3 separate regions of the Mus musculus genome follow, and all the other regions are linked to region 3. A link is a contact called in public HiChIP or PLAC-seq data. All regions are on one chromosome and are shown on one strand. The core of a region is the stretch at or near the end of the contact, and the rest is flanking DNA. Distances in the headings are between cores, read along the strand shown. Region 1 has its middle 46 kb from the start of 4930598F16Rik. Region 2 overlaps St8sia4 (ST8 alpha-N-acetyl-neuraminide alpha-2,8-sialyltransferase 4). Region 3 has its middle 45 kb from the start of Fam174a.

Evidence for each region. HiChIP or PLAC-seq counts read pairs in DNA pulled down with a chosen protein or histone mark.
Region 1: a RAD21 HiChIP or PLAC-seq map of pro-B cells shows a contact between it and region 3, with 4 times the contacts expected there. The contact joins two enhancer-like sites. A contact is called at or near these places in 2 of 15 datasets of contacts at CTCF or cohesin (large pre-B cells and pro-B cells), 3 of 484 Hi-C or Micro-C datasets (the BV-2 cell line, cardiomyocytes and large pre-B cells) and 1 of 115 datasets of contacts at active chromatin or transcription factors (large pre-B cells).
Region 2: an H3K27ac HiChIP or PLAC-seq map of large pre-B cells shows a contact between it and region 3, with 2.1 times the contacts expected there. The contact joins two enhancer-like sites. A contact is called at or near these places in 1 of 15 datasets of contacts at CTCF or cohesin (pro-B cells) and 1 of 115 datasets of contacts at active chromatin or transcription factors (large pre-B cells).

Annotation. Positions count from the first base shown.
Region 1 is chr1:95,761,064-95,763,763 of GRCm38.p6, forward strand. No RefSeq gene overlaps it. Among named protein-coding and RNA genes, the nearest start is that of 4930598F16Rik, 46 kb to the left of the region's middle. Within about 2 kb of position 1,383, at least 4 of the 459 cell types and tissues checked have an H3K27ac peak or open chromatin away from gene starts, as enhancers often do. A contact at or near this core is called in pro-B cells, where this site is marked.
Region 2 is chr1:95,588,991-95,591,690 of GRCm38.p6, forward strand. St8sia4 (ST8 alpha-N-acetyl-neuraminide alpha-2,8-sialyltransferase 4) reads right to left here. Exons shown (of 5, transcript NM_009183.2): 5 at 1-2,700. The coding sequence ends at 2,692. Among named protein-coding and RNA genes, the nearest start is that of St8sia4, 77 kb to the right of the region's middle. Within about 2 kb of position 1,306, at least 85 of the 459 cell types and tissues checked have an H3K27ac peak or open chromatin away from gene starts, as enhancers often do. A contact at or near this core is called in pro-B cells, where this site is marked.
Region 3 is chr1:95,266,957-95,269,656 of GRCm38.p6, forward strand. No RefSeq gene overlaps it. Among named protein-coding and RNA genes, the nearest start is that of Fam174a, 45 kb to the right of the region's middle. Within about 2 kb of position 1,320, at least 100 of the 459 cell types and tissues checked have an H3K27ac peak or open chromatin away from gene starts, as enhancers often do. A contact at or near this core is called in pro-B cells, where this site is marked.

The DNA of each region.
Region 1 (2,700 bases), core at 133-2,632, 490 kb after region 3:
CCTTCCTATAATCCTGGTTGTGTCAGAACTCCTCAGAGTCTAGCTGTCTCTGTGAGCCTGTGATTCCTAAGATTCTGGGTGTTTCAGACTTCCTGAGAGTTAAGCTGCCTCTGAAATGTTCAGATTCTTGTGTGACCAAGCTCCTGGGATCCAGGATGTGTTAGAGCTCCTGGGATTTGAGTCTCCTCTGGTGCTGTGAGACTGGTTGCAGAGATAGCATCCAAGGTAAATCAGGGCAGATCAGAAGGAACCAGAGCCACTGGTTGGGCATGATTCCTGTGCTCCTGGATCCTGCTGTTCCCAGTTATTCCTGGTGGTTTTAGAACAGATGTTGTGTCCTGCTCACCCCTGATCCTAAGATCCTGGGCATGCTAGAGTGCCTGGGAGTGGAGCCTCCTCTGGGTGCTGTAGGACTGGCTGTGGAGTTAGTACCATTTATCTCCCTTATTATTGGATTCAGAAGTTTCTCAGAATTATTTATTTTTCTGACTTTTACACTCAGGTACTTAGTATATAACACTAATAGAACCTACTCTCAGCTCTTATTTTAATTGAATGTATTAGATGAAAATCTGTGGTCAGACTTTATTGAGTCTGTATCAATATTTAAGAGCTAGAGATAAAATAAGCATCAACACACCACAGATAATTGTGAAATAGACAAATAATGATGCAGTGAGCTAAAAGGTACCAACTTTATATGTTGTCATTGGTTCATAGATTAGATAGGTATGTTTTATTGTTTTCAGCAAAAAAATCAAACAAGGCAAATAAAGTCATTTGACATTCATTTGAGGATTTTTTCAATAACTCAGTTGTAATTTTTGATGACTCACAGAATAATAATGCCATAATACATTGATTTATTTTGTTGTCAAAACAGATGAAAACATATTTCTTTTTAATCTGTGCCTGTTTCATACAACAGAAATATTAGTGATATGTGTGTATATATATGTATATCATAGATACTGAAATTGTTATTCATCAAGTTTAATATTTATATAAATGACATGCACAACTCAACATTTGACATAATGGTTAATCTTAAATTTAAGATTTATGCTTTACTTATATTCATATTCTAAAATTCATCATGTTTTTCAAGATAAATTTGTGTGTGGAGTAGTAGGATATTAAATTACTAAGATATTCTTTCTTATCACCAGGCTTCCTGAAAAAAAATATGTCTTATTTAAATGGATTTTTAATATGGCAACGTTTCAGCTATAGGAATGCAGCACATTTATAGGTTTGTGGATTACAATCTCTATTTTTCATTTATGTAGGTTATTTGTCTTCCTTTGGTGTTTTAAGGAACTATGACAGAAAGGTTTGTGTGGCACAGAAAGAAATCAGAGCTCCACCTAGAGGCAGAGTGGCATACTGCATTCTGGACCAGGAGTAGAGCCTTTTTTCCCCTGGGAGTTACAGATACTATTCCTTCACAGTGTGTAAACAGGATATGAAGCCAATGTACTTTAATGTAGCAAAAACAATGACGTTATACTGGGGAAAATGACTTAGACTAAAAATTTCCATTAACTATAATATATTTACAAAAGTTTAAGCACTTGAATTCTGCCTATGTTAAGGAGAATTTTAAAATTAAAATTCCACAAGCAAATGTGAGTTGTTTGTACTGAAACAGTGCTGTTGAAAGCCATGGTAAAGTTCCAGTGTTAAAATCACTAGAACAATAGCCAAATTATAGATGATAGTATGGAGAATTTTAATGCATGGTATAATGTAAATGAAGAGAATTTTAACAATGTTCTTGAATTACATTGAGCTGAAATATAAGAGAAAATGAAAGATGAACAGTGCTCACAATCAGGGTCATATTTGTAATTTATTATTTAAGAAGGATCATGTATTCAGGTATCTGCTCCTGTGATTCCTGGAGAAGAGTTTAAAGATGAGTGACAGCTGGATCATCAGAAAGCGGCTCTGGAATGTCAGGAAAAGATAAATGTTTTGACTTCAGTACTTGTGTTTTAAGATAGGCAAGAATGTCCTCTGCATTACAGAACACTAGAGAATGTGGTAAAGTGATACCAGAGCAAGTGACGGGAGACATGGCTGGTCTTAAGTGGCATATAAAATAACATAAAGAAAAATTAGAAGTGTAATTTTTAAGAATGATAATTTCAAAGAATGCATTGTCTGTTTAAAGATGAATTCTGGGATCCCACTGAGGTTGGAGTTTGCATGGTGCTTATGCTGAGAAGCAAGGCAAGAGAAGCTGGCCACAGGGTTTCACCCTGATGGTTTCCTGGAGGACGATATCAAGTAAGGGGATAAATGTTTAGAAGATAGTGTGTATATAGCCATACTTTAACCATTGGTTTGACACTGGGGTGACAAGAAAGACCATGAAATATTCTTTGTTTCCTTCTCTTTTTTTATTCTTCAGAATATCAATGCATGTTTCTCCTGAAACAAACTACTTAATTCTTGACCTTAGATTTTACCCCCAGAGTCCTAATCTTCATTAGCATCACATTCCTGTACACCTGGAATGAGTTTCTTGACTTCTGTCTTTCACTTTATGACACTTTGGATCCCCACTGGACTTTTCTTGACATCACACAGCAAGCCATCCACTATTGCTGGTTTTAATTAGCACCAGTCCTCACTAGACGAGTTGGTCTGAGGTTGTATATGCACTAACATATCAAGAATACTCTACCCTGAAGG
Region 2 (2,700 bases), core at 56-2,555, 320 kb after region 3:
AAAGCACAGTAGCAATCATGTTAGCTCAGTGACTGGGATATTTCACAGTCAGCTACCTGGGTATTCCCAAGTGCATGATTAAAACATTAGAAAAAGGAAATAAAACAAATAAAGCTGTTAGCATACCATATTAAGGAAATCACAGATAGTTCAAGTATATGCTTATAATTTGATTTTGTTATGATTCCTTATGCCATCATGTGTGTTAAGTCCTAACTCTTTTCTCTACTGTTAGTCTTCAATTCTCTCCTTGCCTTCCTCCTGTAAGAAAGCCGTGATAGGGATTGAGCAGTGATGGCAAATGAAAGGGTGTGTGTGTGAGGATGAAATAATCTCACACAATATTTCCTCTTTGAGTGCTAAATGTCTTTAATTGAATCCATTCTTATGTACTGAAAGTTCCCTGAGATGAACAAAAGTAGTTATCTCTCAAATCTGAAGCCCTTTTGATACTGAACATTTCTCTAACTGGGCAAGCATTTAGGAAACACAAAGCAGAGGGTGAAGAATCAATGCAAAGACATTAAAAGGCACTACTCAATGCATGTAAGAGATAGACATCAATGCATGCAAAAGTGAATGGCTAAGCTGTGCTTGCTGTGGCCAAAATGTTGTTTAAACACATCTTTTTTTCCCTTCTTAAAATTTCAGTCAAGATGGTATGCTGCTGCTTTCAGATACATACTTTGAATGAGTGCCAAGATAGAATTTACTTGCCAGAATTTACTTGCAACCTCTGGATTTCTAAGGAATTCATGTTAGCTGTTGGTGGGAACACAGATCTGCATAGAGTTCAAAATAAGTTTTATATATTATCCAATGATCACACATCCAGTGTATTAGACTTTCAATTTAACATCTACATAACACATATTTAACACTTTTTATTAAATGTATTGAATTGCGAAATAAAAATGAAATTTAATGATAAAGGTATATACTGGTTATGAAATGCCCATATCCATTCTCTTTTCCTTTCTGATAGATACATGGATTCTCAGAAACTGTTATTTTTATCCTGAGATTCTATCACTGTTTTAAAAAACACTGCAGCTAATATTAAAAATTTGGTAACTGTACTACATGACTATCCTTGTCCAGAATATGAATACATATATAATATATATGTATACCTTTGCTGTGCTCTTCATTCATTTTAGATTGCCTGACTTAGAAAAACAAAACATACACATTTTTCATGCCATTTCTGCTTTCTTCTGATTGCCTTCCCCAAGAAACAGGAAGTCATGTTAAATTGCTGCAGGCAAAAGCAGAAGTAAGAATATAGTTCTGCTTTCAAAAGAAACAGAAAGCCTGGCCACCAGTCAATTCAGTCACGTATGTAAGTCAGTAAGTCACTCTATGAGTAAGTTCATGTTGTTTTAAAAAATGCAGTCATAATGGAACTGTACTTAACTACAGAAAAATCCTTGTTAACTGAATTCATTTGACGTATTGTTGATGTGTTATTGTTAAACTGCTTTGAATTAATTACCTGTTATGAAAACAACACTCAGTTAATCATCTTATTTTGTGGAGAGAAATTTTAAAATAATAGTAAGTGCTTCATATTGATCTCTGCACCTGAATAGCCAAGAAGATTTTACTGAATGAGAAGTCTCATTTCAGCTACTTCAATCCAACAATCTACCTGGCCATGGATTTCCACAAAATTATGATGAAATGTCAAAGAAGTAAATTAAAAGTAATGTTTGAACTTGAAATTTTTAACTGTGTAGAGCTGAGTTTCCTATTAACTTCATATAAATGTGTTCATGTTAATAATATATTCTCTTTATAACAGGAGAGTGGCTTACTGTGTAGGAACATGATATAATCTTTGGTACCAAGAGTGAAACTTTTCTGCTATTTTTACCATTTTTCAAATATCACTCCTTCATAATAGTCTACTAATATCGAGTGGTATAGTTTGGCTGGTACCCACTACACCATTGATCTATAATCCAGAGATTTAGAGTTGTGCAAAGTAAAACAAACAAACAAACGAACAAGCATAAGTTTGGTGTGACTGTTGTTTAAAAATATATAAGGACTTTAGAAAGGACTGTTTGATGTTCGTTTTTCTCATTCACATGTGTTTCCCATTTCTGTATCTCAAATGAATTTCTAAGCACCCAAACCCAAACCAAAATAAATGTCAGAAGACAAACAAGAAATATAAGCAAAACGTAAACATGACCATTCTCAGTGTCCTGACTGAAAGCGTTTCCTCAAGTTGCTTCATGTCATGGATTTCACTGCTTGAACTCTCTCCTTCTTCATTTCTACTAAGGATGTTTTCAAGTCCCAAGGGCTGAGCTGTGCTCCTGGGTTCCTCTTCCAGTGTGCTTGGCATTACAGTGGCTGCCCCACAGTGATGAACATGTTTGCTTTGCTAACTGATGTTGAGTGCACTGTTGAATCTTGTAAACACTACTGATAATACATTCAAACTGTATTCTTCATGGAAGTGGCACTTACTAGGACCCTTGAAGTCAGAATATGTTGTAGTCAGAGCACTTTGCAGGTTTTTCATCAGCTGGTGGTGAATTCACACAGACTTCCATTTCAGCTACTCAGTCAAGTGGTGGATGCTGAATCCCAGCCTTATTTTGGATCCTGATTCTAAATCTCCAGAAGCATCTTAAAAAAACAAAGTCTGTGTTCAGTTTTTATCCTCCAAAGTGTGCCTTATTGCTT
Region 3 (2,700 bases), core at 70-2,569:
GAATTTTTATGTTTATAAAAATGAAAGGTGTGACCTGCTAGTGTATAAGTTTTCTGTTGCTACAGAACAAGTGAACAAAAATATATGTTTTAACGGAACACACATATTATCATTTCAGCACATAGGTCTATCTCAACTGTCTCTTCAGCTAAAGTTTTATCCTAGGATGCATTTGAAACATTAGTCAGGAATTGACTTTCATCTAGTGACTTCCCTGGAAAGATATACCTCCAGGTATGACTGGGAGCCCTAGACATATACCAGCCACACTTACTACAAGTTCCCTACCACCTGACCTTCAAAGGAGCTTAACATTATAATTAACTTATTCAAAGCCATAACATAGAGGGAGCAAAACAGCCATGAAGAACAGAGTTGATATAGCATAATGAGAGGAAGATAATGAATCATAATGATAAAATATCATCACAGGGGGAAGATTACATAACACCAGTGCCAGAAAGGGAATCACTGGGGCTGAATCAGTGGGGATATCTTGGGTTTGACTGCCATTGAAGTTAGCAAAATGATATATCTACAGATTAAAGAGATAGATAAATCAGTAATTAAGCAATAAGTGTTAACAAAATAAAATTGCTAACCAAAATAGCTGTATTGACGTCACTGTGATGACTCAGTGGGTAGGAGCACATGGCCCCAATTCAATCCATCCTGAGAACTCACGTTACGGAAGCAGAAAAGAACACTTGCAAAGCTGCCCTTTAACACCCCCATATGTCCTATGGCATGCATGTGCATATATACACATGGTAAATAAGTATAGAAGATTAAAATGTTTCATTGTTATCAGTTAACTTTCTGATATACATTTACTGTACTTGGATAGAAACCTCGGGAAGGGAAGAAGATGCTCTTCTCCAGTGCTAACCCTTGGCAACCTTTGCATTCCTTCACATTTGATAGAGTCTGGCAACAGATAAAAGCAAGAGCAAAAGAAGGTTGCATCTATTGCCCAGGGCAATGAAGCCAAGACCTTTCACCCTATGAGTGTTAAAGATCTTACGTGTGCTTCTAATGTTGAGATTCCTCAGTATTTAACAGCAGCTTGTGGCGCAGCTTGCTAAAGCTACTGTCACAGCTGTCTCTGCACATGAAGCAGATAAAAGAACATTTTCTCTCTGTTACTGCTTGGGTCACCGCCAGCTGCTGCTCTCGTAGATTCACCTCTTTTGAAGATGTCAGTGTAGCCTGATATTTGTGTTTGCAGCTCGGTCGGTCTGCTGACTTCTCAACTCTGACTCTGGCACCTGTCAATGCAATGTGGTTCCCACAGTTTCGCTTTTACTCACTGTGGACTCTCTCCCACACCACCACATATTCAAAAGCTCTTCTGCAGCTGTCAAAGCAGCCAGCTGCTTTTCCCCTTCTGTAGCTTGGCTCTCCAACCTTCCCTCACTCACTGCTACTGCTGCTACCACAGCTCTGTCATCTCCGCTCTACTTCTTTCTTCATGCTACCAAATGAGATCATTCGCCAATTGCAAGGAAGGAAAACAATGCCCGATTGAAAGTCGTTCACTGGGCTGAATGTTGAAACACCAGCGCAACAACAGCGGAGTATCTCTTAGCTAGCTTACCCATGAACCACATAGCTTCTCTGTGTAGCCAGAGAAGGGGTGTTTTGACCAATCACAGCAAACTTTACACTCAAAGGCAAGTTTCTTGTTTTCACTGACCACAGGCTGGCCCAGCTTGTATAGTTAGAGCAGTTCCATTGCAGCTCCAGGAGCCCCCATTCCCATTCCAGCCTGGGTAGAAAAGAGCCCCATGAGTACCCTGGGGCTTTTCATAGCAAAGTATCCCATGCAAATGGTACTTGAGAGAGTTAAGACTGAGCTGCGGTTTCAGGAGGGCGGTTGTCCCTCTACAGCAATTGTGATCTGCATAACGGTAGTCCAGTCAGTTGGTTTCAAACAGTCCTTTTCTTCAAGGTATCCTGTAGAGATGGAAAGAAACCAATAGTTGTCACCTAGGAATCCACATCACAACACTATCCAGTTTCTCTCATTTCCAGGCAGACAAATATCAGCAGAAGCGCTTATAATTTATATTATTATCAGTTTTAACATTTAACATTATTTTTTAATTGGATATTTTATTTACATTTCAAATGGTTTCTCCTTTCTAGGTCTCCCCTTCGGAAGCCCCCTATCCCATCTCCCCTCCCACTGCCTCTATGAGGGTGCTCCCCACGCACCCACCCACTCCTGCCTCCCCGCCCTGGCATTCCCCCACACTGGGACATCGAACACCCTCAGGCCCAAGGAACTCTCCTCCCGCTGATGTCCAACAAGGCCATCCTCTGCCACATATGCAGCCAGCACCATGGGTCCCTTCATGTGTATTCTTTGGTTGATGGTCCAGTCCCTGGGAGCCCCAGGGGTTCTGGCCTGTTGACACTGTTGCTCCCTCCATGGGGCTGCAAAACCCCTCAGCTCCTTCACTCCCTTCTCCAACTCCCCATAGGGGACCCCAGCTCAGTCCAATATTTGGCTGTGTACATCTACATCTGTATTTGTCAGGCTCTGGCAGAGCCTCTCAGGAGACAGTCATATCAGGCTTCTGTCAACAAGCACTTCCCTGCATCCACAATAGCGTCAAGGTTTGGTGGCTCTATATGGAATTAACATTACTTTAATACATTTTGTTCTTACCAGTACAACCCAGGGAGAGCTAAAGC